2 separate regions of the Bicyclus anynana genome follow, and region 1 is linked to region 2. The links are chromatin contacts, called in public Hi-C maps. All regions are on one chromosome and are shown on one strand. The core of a region is the stretch at or near the end of the contact, and the rest is flanking DNA. Distances in the headings are between cores, read along the strand shown. Region 1 overlaps LOC112057786 (homeobox protein abdominal-B). Region 2 overlaps LOC128198436 (a long non-coding RNA gene).

The links. A called contact is a pair of places that touch in the nucleus more often than the background predicts.
Region 1: a Hi-C map of whole body shows a contact between it and region 2, with 4 times the contacts expected there. The contact joins two enhancer-like sites. A contact is called at or near these places in 2 of 2 Hi-C or Micro-C datasets (whole body and whole larva).

What each region holds. Positions count from the first base shown.
Region 1 is chr10:6,483,586-6,490,109 of ilBicAnyn1.1, reverse strand. LOC112057786 (homeobox protein abdominal-B) reads left to right here. Exons shown (of 7, transcript XM_052883841.1): 6 at 3,724-4,320. The coding sequence starts at 3,765. Among protein-coding and RNA genes, the nearest start is that of LOC112057794, 61 kb to the left of the region's middle. Within about 2 kb of position 4,694, at least 8 of the 8 cell types and tissues checked have open chromatin away from gene starts, as enhancers often do.
Region 2 is chr10:6,355,509-6,361,383 of ilBicAnyn1.1, reverse strand. It overlaps LOC128198436 (a long non-coding RNA gene), which reads right to left. Exons shown (of 5, transcript XR_008251162.1): 2 at 561-888. Among protein-coding and RNA genes, the nearest start is that of LOC128198436, 27 kb to the right of the region's middle. Within about 2 kb of position 3,548, at least 8 of the 8 cell types and tissues checked have open chromatin away from gene starts, as enhancers often do.

The DNA of each region.
Region 1 (6,524 bases), core at 3,445-5,944, 130 kb before region 2:
ATCTACCTATTATATCATAGACAATACACACCCAAATATTGTATAAATATGTTGTTGTGCCAGTTAAATATACAATACAATATAGATACATACATATGTAGTTTTATTTAAATCACGTACGTGGTTGTAATATACTTACGTATGTATGTACTGTACTATGTAGGTACTGAAAAGTTACTGATAATCACATCTTGCCTTCTTTATTATAATAGACAATACACAACCACAACCAGAGTGTGTATATAAGTGTTGTGGTGGCATGGAAAATTAGGTAGCGAAATGTGATGTAACACTGAAAGGTTACTGAAAATGACACTTAATCTTTTTTATCATAGAAAATACAATACACACCCAAATATTGTACAAATATGATGTAGCGCCAGTTAAATATACAATAGGTACATACATATGTAATACAAATAGTTTTATTTAAATCACGTACGTGGTTGTAATATATGTATGTGTTTGTATTATGTGCTGTAGCCGAGGCGTTTGCGCAAGGAACGCGAGCGAGATAAGAAAGCGCACTTTTATTTACGCATACAGTATGGGCGATCATTGGCCTGGCGCGTTTCCTAACGTAAATATTTATAGCCGGGCCGCGCGGCGCACACTTGTTCCTATGTTTGTTTCTGTCATTCAACACGACTCAAATGCGTCTTGTTCCTTCGACGTTTTATCAGGATAGTGTTCGTTTTTTAAAATCTCACAGTGCTTTCTGTTTCAACATACAACTCTACTGATATACTTAGGCCAAGTCAAAAGTTGCGAGTGCTACGAAGGTTTTTTTGTAAGGATCTTTTTTGTAACATTTTGTTCAAACTAGATGCTATTTCGTGTAATATAATACACAAGTAGCAAATAATTAATTGTCATTAATAATACAAAAAATGGCTTTTTAATTGATAATTTTTTACACCTACTAAAAAAAAATTATTAAAAAAAATTCTAATTGTGAATCTGTACACCAAACTGAGAGGAGTTATCTTTTGGTCTATTATGGCACACCATAATAACTAAAAATATAGCTGATGAAACTTGAGTAAGTTAACATGCGAGACATACCTAATGTAGAGAGGTAGAGTTTTGAACTTAACTCCAAGGCACTGTTTCATACCTACTCTACTTCATCTTAATTCATAACAATAAAAAACTTTAGCAAAAGAAAACAATTTAATTAGCTAAAAGTAAGACGCTATTTCTAAATCTAAATCAAAACTCGCGCATGCGTAGACGTACCTAAGTCGCAAACGGACATAGAGCTTAATTTAAAATCATTATGTACAGGTATTGTAAAGAAAAATAACCAACAACAAAAATTATATAGCATAAAAACACTGAGGAATCTAGAGTACCTATTAGGTTATTATTATAATATATAATAATTTAATAAGTAAAAAAGTAATTATCAAACCAATTTTTATTGGGAAACAGTTGACACCTACATTATCCACGTATAAGCAATTTCATTTAAAATTTTTACTACAAATGAAAAACGCACTTTAATTCTATTTTATATTTTAATTCTATTACAAAAGTTTTATGTTACGAAAATAAGTAGATAAAATGTATTAAATACATACTTATATATCTGGTACTAAAAACTAAATTTCTATTAAGCATTTCATAGCAATTATTACGGCAAACAATAGTAGATAATTCTCAAAAGAAAACTTCTCTTAACAATTTTACAATAATTCTTTTTTTGAAATAAAACCTAACTAAAGAAATAATTATAGCTTCACGTTTAGGTACTGTGTTGTGTTAAATATTAAATCTGTGCTATTTTGTGTAAGTGTAAAATAAAATAGTAGCGAGTCTACGAGTTTTTATGTAGCAGAGTGCAAATTTATACTTGTAACCTGTAGTGGTAATCCCTATTGTAAAGTCCATAGACACGTATGTAGATACATAACTCGAAAAATCGGCTTATCATCGCTGACAGCTGCCTTTGTGTAAACTTCGTAATTGCTCGTACTTTATAGTTAAGTGTGGGAAATTAGTGAACTCATATTATATTTTGACTTAGCTTTTCAATTATTATAATAATAAGAAATTGTTAACAAGGTCGATAATGTGCTACATGTATGTTTTTACTATTGTCCGTCTGACACATTTTATAGCCGTGTCTTGGGTAAACAGAACATGTACTTACAATAGGTGTGAAATATTGTAAGATTTATCGGGTGTACCCTCATTGTTCCCTTTGACTTTATATGTGAAAAGGAAGGGTGTGCCGCGCCTTTGTACGGTTATAGGTATTACTTCAAGGTCTTTGAGCTTCTTTAGTATATTCTCTACTTTATATTCCCTGTAAGAAATATCATAAATCAAAGATAATTAATTTATTTACTTACAAAATAAATTATATTAGATAAGTAAGATAAGTAGGTAAGTGGTTAGGAAATACTGTAACAAATGTGTCTACACATTGAACGTTTGCTGAAGTAAGGTCAAGAGCTCCGACATTTTGAGTATTTCTCTCGTAAGTAAGAAAATTTTGTCCAAAATATGAGACAGTAGAACACGACCTTGCGATCAACATAAAACAATATATTATAAAGTGTCTAGTACTATGATTATTTGTGGTAAAATTAACAGACGATAAAATTAAGTTTATACTCACAATAAAACGTGAGTGAGTTGCCGTCATAAAGTCTCGACTTTTTTATCGGTGGCAAGTTGGCGATGGTCGGTGACGCTTGCAGTTTGGTTAAACGGCAGTTTATGGCTATTTTGCCTCCATTAATCGCTTTACTACGCACCCGCGCTCAGGAAACCGGCAACCCTTGCCCTGATTCACTTTGATTGTTTTATGATTACAATACTATTTTAGTATTTTGTACGGATTTATAAATATTATACTCATTTTATAACGTTCTATCAAAAGAAAAAAATATATTATGTAGATTAATTAATTTACACTATAATTTTATTAATTAAGTACATCATAAATTGAGTAACTATTGAGATATTAAGTCTACATACAATAAGCTGAAAATAAAGAATAAATATTTAAAAATAAAATAACTTTACGTCGAAGTCTAGCCTTCGATAAAAAATAAAGAGAGCCGAATGTAGAGTCGCTTGTGCGGGCGGGCGGCGCGGCGGTGTGTCCGCCCGCCGCTAGATGGCGTCGCATCGCTTGCCTGTGTGCGCCCGCCGTGCGCCGCACACCGCCGCGCGCCACCACTCCGCGCTCGACCGCGCTGCCGAACGCGCGCTTCGTATTTTTTTTCTCTCCATCCTCGCGATCACATTACGATACGCTCGCGACTTCATTCTCGCCGATAGGAAACTACGATCAGTGCTTTGCAGAACTTTTCCTTTGAGATCCGTCTCTGTTCGGAGGACTGTTTGACGTTAATTTTTTTTTGTTAATCTAATATTTAGAACTGTTTCGTGCTACCTGGACTTAATTTTGATAAGATCACACTGACTGACCGCTACGTCGAAACGTAGACGTGCAGTTTTCCGAATATTTTCCAAGAGTGTCGGGTCGCCGCGGTCGTCTCTCGTCCGGCCAGCAAGCTAAATTGGGAACCGCGTTTTGACTTTCATGTGCCGCTGCGTGGTCGCGTGTGCGCGTGGTGCGATGTGCCCGCGACGCGCGTGAACTGCCGGCCCGCTCCTGCTCACCCGTGGCTTGCCCGGCCGCCACCCTGTACCCTGACAACCATGTCGGGGGCCTCGGCGCCTGCGACGGGGCCGCCGTGTCGCCAGCGCCCGCCTCCGGGCACTCCACCGGCCAGGCCTGGTGGAGCATGATGAACGGCGTGGGCGGCGCGCTGTACGAGGAGGCGCACGCGTCGCCCCCGGGGGGCTCCCCGCCGGCCGCGCCCGCCGCCGCGCCGCCGTCCGCGTCCAGCGCCTCGCCGGCGTCCGTGGGCTCCAACCCGCCGCAGCCGCTGCACATCCCGGCCAAGCGCTACGAGCCCGAGCCCGGCGTCATCCGCCACGCGCAGCAGTCGTGGGGCTACCCGCCCGACGCGCCCGCACCCTTCGAGCACCAGTACCCGGCCGGGCCCACGTACTACAACCTGCCGGTGGAGCGCGAGCGCAAGGCGGGCCTGCCCTTCTGGCCCGGCGGCGGCGAGTACAAGCCCTACGCGGACGGCTGCCACCAAGGCTTCACGCAGCCGTGCTGGAACTACCCGTACGGGGCGCCGCGCGGCGACCAGCCGCTGCCGTACGTGGGCGAGGAGCGGCGCACCGCCGTGTCCGAGGCGTCCGGCTTCTCGCACGACGCGTACGGGCTGCGGAACTACGCGCCGGAGTCCGTGTCCAGCGCGCCCTACCCGCCGCCCAGCGCGCTGCCTGGTCAGTATCGCTACAGCTAATCTAGATTTATAAACAACTTCGACCCGTGAGCACACGTTTTCTTCGACGTCCGGTCACGGCACCGTAATGTTTGTAATCTTTACCAAACTTATCGAAGGCACATGTGCTAGGAAAACATTTCTTAAATTTGTAAACAAATAGTTCTGTGAAGTCTCAAGGTTCGAACGTGTTTATTACGTATGTAGTCAATTAATATCATGGTAATGACTTTATTAAAATCTCACAGGGACAGATGAATATATTTTGTAAATAAATAATTTATGATGAGTTTATCAACCTTGACCCTTGTGGGTGTGGGTGGCACTGCTGGCCGCTAGATGGCAGGCGCGACGACGTGCACACACTCAGCTCCAGCCGGATCCATGTGTGCGTGCGTTGGTGTGCGTGCCGCACACCACTGTACGTGTCGTCCGTGTGGGTTGTAAGTTTATCATTATCAGCGTCATGCAATGCTGCAGTGGCTGCAGTTTCGTATTCTTTATTTCCTTGCAACTATGTAGGTAAGTATATTATTTGCTCAGAAATTGATGATTATATTTTGAAAAGGTGTCTATTTTTAGAATGCAGAGACCTGCAATAGGTAAGAAGGTACAAATATAGAAAGCCAAAAATGTTGTTATCTAAACATCTAAAAGGTAGTCGTTCGTATTAGGTAATGTAGAGTCAATTTTGGGTATATTATTGTTCGAGTGTAAAACGTAAAAAGACGACGCGAAATCAAAGTATTTTCCCACAAGGCACCATAAATCTGATGAATGAACGAAACACGTGCTACGAATGTATAAAAACGAGCCGTAAGCATCGTTTAATAGGCAATGTTAAACGGCGCTATACAACCGGCGATAAATTAAAGTTTACGTAAAATAAAGCGCCAATAAAAATGTATAACTAATAAATAAACACGATACCTGGGCGTTAAGACAATAAACTGACGATCTTTGAGTGGTGGCAATAAACCAAATATTGCCACAATAAACACTGTTTAGGCTGATGAGGCGATAAAAAACAAACTAGAGCCTGGGGGCGAGGAACACACTGTACACGAGACTTACGCTACAGCCGTAGATGTATATCAGTTTTATGATATCGTAAAACCGCGACTACGTCATAGACGTGCAATGATAATACTGGTTTCTTCCCCAAATCGCTAGTAAGTAGTAATTAGGCAGCCTCGACTGTCAATATGAGAGCAATAAAAAGGCTCCATTCATAAACGGACGACGCTAGTTCGCTTTCGATCGCCGCCTAACCATAAAGATGGGTTTATCGCGCCTCTGTTACAGCAGAGGTGTAACTTGACATAATTTTGCGTAAAACGTACTATATAATGGGCCATTAAAAGGAAACAATTGTTGAAAAAGTTATGCGAGTGTTCACGTCACTTTATGATTGTGTGTTTATGGCCCACCTGAGGTTGACATTGACTTTGATTTGTGCATTTATGGCTTACGAACGGTTTGAAGAACAGTTATGCTCTGTTCGGAGCCTTACTTCGCGCAAGCCGGTTTGATTTTCATTCGCGATCGTGGTTTCTTAGCGTATATCTGGCGCAGTTTTGTACGCGTATAATTTATAGTTGGCAGGTTCTGAATTTATTTCAAGTTTGGATCAATTAGGGATTTTTAATTTGGTTTCAAACTGATATGGATTGACTTTCGATACCACATGCAGACAAAGATGTAGTGCCAAGCGATCTAGCGTCATAGTAAGTCTGCCTTGTGAGATCCAGTCTACATTGTATAAATAAACAAAATCAAACCCTCTTCATGAGCTAGAAATAAAGACACATGTAGATAACATATTATTATGCATAAGTTCTAATAAATGCTTTCTATCTGGTTTCATTACTGGTTAGATTGTGTGACTTTCTACAGCCTAGGTGCCTAGTATAGTCTAGCCTTTTACTTTCAGCAAAGAGATAAATCAATCAATATTGATATATTATAGGGTAGTCTTTATTAAATTCTCGTCATCAGGATTAAATTTAGTGGTCGAGGAATTCTTCTGTCTGCATTCTGGTTCCATCATCAGATCAGCTCCTTCGCAAATTATTGCATTATCAGACTTTACCAAATGTCTGCTCAATTATATTTCATAGCCAACCAGCGTAGTTTTCATTCTCAAAATCAATTTAGTAGTTTCAGAGCTTATTTATAACAAACAAAAAAGAAATCTCTTTATAA
Region 2 (5,875 bases), core at 2,299-4,798:
GGAAGAGTTCCAAATTCAAACTTAGTTATATTAAAAGGATTTTAATATAACACACAAAAATGGGAATTAAGCCATGGAAGAGTTCGAAATTCAAACTTAGTTATATTAAAAGGATTTTAATATAACACACAAAAATGGGAATTTTACATGCAGGGAATTTTGAACATAAGGGGATTTTGAACAGAGTTAGCAGTAGCTAGTAGCTAAGTAAATTATTAATTCGTACGTAGGTAAATTAACAAACATGTGTGTATGTAATTATAGGCACGTGAATAATATTAACAATACATTATTTTTAGGAAAGAAGATTTACAGAGTTCGTTGCTTACACTACATTGTTAGATTATGTGCAGAAAATAATTCAAGATGAACAAAAAAGAATTTTCAAAATCGGTCCATAAATGACGGAATTGTCGCTGGACGTACATAAAAAAAACAAACATACATACACCCGACCGTAGAACCTCCTCCTTTTTGGAAGTCGGTTAAAAACAATTAATTAATTAAATATCAAATTCGAAAATATATACTATTTCGATAAATAAAAAAAGACTTCTTACCTATATCAGAAATGACTGCTCCTTGTAAAAAAATAAATAATTTTGAAAGTTTAAATTTTGTTCTTTTTGTTGTATTCTAAGCTTCTAGTCAGCAGAGAAGTATGTGGAGGTTTGAACCTATTGGATTCATATTTAAAAGGGTCCCAGGAGCAAAAAAGGGGAAAGCGGAGTCCATTGTGTCACCCCAATGTAAAAAGTGGGCCAATAGGGAAAGGTTATGCGTGACAATTGATTTTTGGCCACCAATCGATTTAGTTTCACAAAATGGCCGCTGGGAGAAACTAGTTTTTTTTTGCAGCTGGTTCCCGAAGCCGTCCGGTTTCTTATCCTGTTTTCGAAAAAAACTTGTCAGTTATTACTTATCTTCGTTGAGAAAAATACACTGATCCAATTTTAACGTGATTACTTAAACAATTAGATATGATTGTAATCGATATTTAATGCAGAAATTTTCGTAAATACCTATACCAGAGTATTTTTATTTTTCGAGTGTCTTTTTTGGCACGAAAATGCCTGATCAAGTTTTATTGGAAAAAAATATTTTTATTATCGGTTAATTTATTTATTGAACTATGAAAATTGCGTGAAAATCCGTTTAGTAGTTCCGGTGACGAACGAACTAAATGCGTACCGTAAAAATTACTGTCAACATTTCTACGGTCGGTATTCAACCAATGTTAAGACTGGAAGTGATATTAAGAACTTGACTGATGTTATCTGAAAATACTATAAATATATTACCGTATACCGTACCGTACCGTACCGTATATTTTCATAAACGAAACCTTCGGAATTCGGATCTACTTATCGGAGGATTCATCTTATTGTACAAAACTGCTTCCGTGGCACAGGATGTCACGTTGGTCCTCTTCCTGCTGTTATCGCAACCGCGCCATTTTACCTTTAGTATTAGCTACTGACATCAGTGGCGTGCACAAGGCTTTCAACTATGGTATGCACTATAGGTACGAATTGCACAAAAATGAAAAAGTCCTTCTCAGATGTAGGTTTGTAATGAGTCCTCAGGATAGGTATTGCTTTATTGCATGTATGAACTGCACACTACTGCTGATAGGTATTAATAAAATAATTAAGTAGACGTAGAGGCTCAAACAACCAACCTCTACAGCTGTATTAGGTATAGAGTAGATTTTCAATAAAATTGTACAGCTCTACATAATAAGTAGGTACCTATTTATTATCATCATCATTAGCTGGGTTATATATAGCCTTCCTTTTTAACAAAAAAGAAAAAAAGATATGGAGCTGCGACATACCACGCGGCTCCAATTTGGTCTGGTCCGCTAACCTACCCCTCATCACTCTAAGGTGATGTTTGACTTTAGCGATCACTACAATATGTTGACGATATTGACCAGGACCAAAGGCTAAGCATACTTACCTAGGCACGGTGGTGATACCACAAACTTAACAACTTCATTGGGCTGAAAATTTTATAAAAAAAAAATCTTGGAAAAAAGAAGTTCATTATTTTATAGATTAATCCAAGTACCGCGTGAACCGAAATCACATGCTTAGGTAGGTACTATTGAACCAGGCAGTAGATATAAACATTAATTAACTCCTCTATGATCGCTTATACACACGTTCAAGTTTGCATGAGACAAAATTTATCAAGTTGACCGAATGCAGATTTAATTTGGAGAATATTTTATCTAGGTACAACTAGAATTAATCTATATTTCAATCTAAATATAAATCTAGATATAATAATAATATAAACTCTACATCTAAAAAATAATGGTAATATGAACATGGCACGTTACCAATCATTGTGTGTATGTATTTACCTAAGTATAAACTAAGTTTTTGTACACGTTACAGTGAAGACGGACGGACTCAAAAAACGATTCATAAAACTTAGGTAATGGGCACGCGCACATTCCTCACCCGGCTGCCACACTATGCTTCTCGTGCTGCCGCGATAATGTCTTGCCGAGCCACATACTTTACTCGCGGAATTACTCGCGCGCGGAACGCTATGCGGCAAGACGAGTAACGCCATATAACTTCCCTGCTTACTTTCCTCGCTACTTCCCGCGAGACTTGGGTAGTCTGGCTATGGCATTACATAAAATAGAACGCGTATAGTTACCCAAGTATAGGTAGTAGGTATATCTATCGCATGTAGCTTATTATTATAGTGTGATAAATTATAATTATCTATACTAGGTACTCTGAGTAGGATTCAACCAATTAATTAAGTCTCGAAATTTATAACGAAAATATATGATATATTTTCACATATTAATATCTAAGTAGGTCTTTATAATTTAGTATAAGGATAAACTCATTACAATAATAAGTTGCAAAGGTAAAAAAAATAGAATAATAAGTTGCAAAGGTAAAAAATATCAGCGTAGGACCTTGTTTGTGTAATTTTTATTTGTGAATATTTAAATTTTTATTCAATTTAGAGAACATGTTATCTACAGCTAGAATTAATCTAGATTTAAATCTAAATATAAATCTAGATATAGTAAAAAAAAATAAAAGTATCAGCGTAGAACTTTGGTTGTATAGTTTTTATTTGTGAATATGTTTTTATCCAACTACCTACCTACTTTTAAAAAACTTAAGACCTAACTAAAATTTGTCAGCTTTTTAGAAAATTTTCAACCCTAATGAACTCCAAAAAAGTGTCCCAGTGTTAAAATGGTTGTCAGTAGGTAAATATAGATTACATAATTATTATTTAACTAATGAAGCCTTAGACTATAAATATACGTTTTATGATTTTGTCTACAACTAGTCAAGCTAATAAAACTTAAAATGTAGTGAAACTTAAAAGTCGCGCCATCTACTGGCAGTGGAGACTAAAACTCTCGCATTGAAATACATTGACAGAAACAACGTGTTCACACACACTACTACGCTTTATTTACCGCGTCCTACTATACTGATAAGACAGTGACAATGTGTGCGTAGAGACCACTCGTAGAGCTCTATATTTACGCGACGTCTACACAATGTGTGCCTGTAGTTGTAGTAAACGTAAAGCCGGTACACCCACACAGTCAAAAGAGTTCAACGAGAGTAAAGCAAACAAAAGCCAAGCTAGGAACTGACTGCTAGCGACATCTAGTTGAGGCAAATGAAACTAAACTGCTACGGAGCTTTTGTATAAAGTTGCATCTGCAATTTTGTATTTGGATATATTTTTAACAATATGACGAATAAAACTAATTTTTAAATCTTTGTATTTGGAAATTACACACTACGAGTATATCCAATTACCACTATTTAATAAAAAAATCTCAGTTCATATTTATTTGTTTCTAGTAAATTTTGCTTTTTGAGTTTTGTTGTCGTTTTTTTGTGAGTGATTACATAAAAAATACAAAACTTTCTTCTTTATAATATTAGAGTAGATTATTGTTTTCGATATAAAAGAAAGATTATCCAATTACAGTCAAGTCTTTGTCATTTCAAACCGTCGGCAAAATTTATACTATATAGTTTATACATGATGCTATATATACAGGATAATTTCTTGTTAATAATATCGTTTGACTTCGGTACTATTTCATAGCTATTGACGATGACGATGGAAATTTCTTGTCGGAATTTTTTCCTGATTGTTTTCTTACTTGATTATTTTCTTATGGTAATGAACATACGACATACTATATTATACGTTTAGCTAGATAACACTTGAATTAAAAAAACGTAAAATCTAACTGTGTTGTTTTATTTAACCTGGTGTCACATAAAGTATTTCATGATATCCAAAGTAAACAAAATAATTTTAATTTTTAATGGTTGATCGTTCAAAACTAAAATAAAGCATCATTTCGTAGATGACGTAGGAACGTAGTAAATTCGCGTTTTGCCAAATCAAAACAAAGCAAAGCAAATCTTTGGAACACGTTTCGACGTGATGGTTTATGATACCTACCTACTAAAGAACAAAAATTAGAAGATTAATTTGTGTTTTAATGTGTATTATAAAACGGGAACCATGGATTTTTGCTGGATAAAAAGTAGCTTATGTCCAAAATCCACTTTATCTCTAAACCTACTAAATTTCATGTAAATCGGTCAGCATTTCAGCCGTGAAAAGGCAATATACAGACAGACAAACATACTGTCGCATTTATAATATTAGTATGGATGATGTAAGATCATAAAAAAAAACATTAATTGAACAATCTTAAAATTTTCAGATACGATCTTATACGCGGCTACCGGAACTTAAAATAGAACTTTATCAAATACTTACTTCGAGTAGAATGAAGTTGGGTTCATTTGAATAACAGTATTTGGGGCATAATAAATAGTTGGTAACGTTTTTTGTTAATTGAGTATTCGTATTTAATATGATAAAAAAAAATATCCCCATAAATAGACAAAAAAAATATTTCTTAGTTCTGCTAAATTAAAATACAAAGTGTCTTGAGCCAAAATATAATCATTTGCTTTATAATGAGGAATAATTTAACATACATAATTATTCACATCAGTCAGTACTAAGCAGTGATATGTTATTGCATCTAGAGAGTTCTAGTGAACTAGACAAAACAGTAAAACTTGGGATGAAAATATTAGCTGTTGTCGATAAATTAATGTTATATTATAATAATGTATAAGTTAGTGTATTTAGATAAAAAAAATATCCTGTTTTTTATTACGAAATTTGCGGCTACTGCAATTTTTTTTAATTTTGCGAGACTGTATTGTGTGACAAGACCTTTAAAATATGGTTTCTAGAAAGGAGTGCTGGTTGTACTTTATCTGACTGGCTTCTACGTAGCCGCTCAGATAGCCGTAAAATTAAAATGTCTCTTGGTGGGAAGTATGTCTTTACTGTAAGACTACAACTAACTAGTCTTGGCCGAAGGCACTAAATATTATTGTAATTAAGTATTTTTACCTAAGTGATTTTCTTAATTTAGTCAATAAATTTGAATTGCCTAAATAAATCTTAGTTGCTAAATTGTATTTTTTTTTATTTTATTAACTACCTTAACAAACAATTCTCTAGCGGTTATAACACTTCACTGGCGCAATATCATTAAAGCTTCTACAATAATCAAGTTATCTAAAGATGGTATCGCAATGTAAATGAATTACTTGTTCTATGATTCTTGTTGGAATTGGAATTGTGATGAAATAAAGTCTACTTAATGTGCATAGAATGATTACCTGTTCTAGCTACATTAACATATCGCTCATTTGCAACAACATTGACATTTCTCAAAAACTACTGTTTTACAGGAGAGCATTTTCAATGTTTATAATTCGATTTACGGGAGATAATCTTAATTTTTGTTGTTTTTATAGATTAAACATGA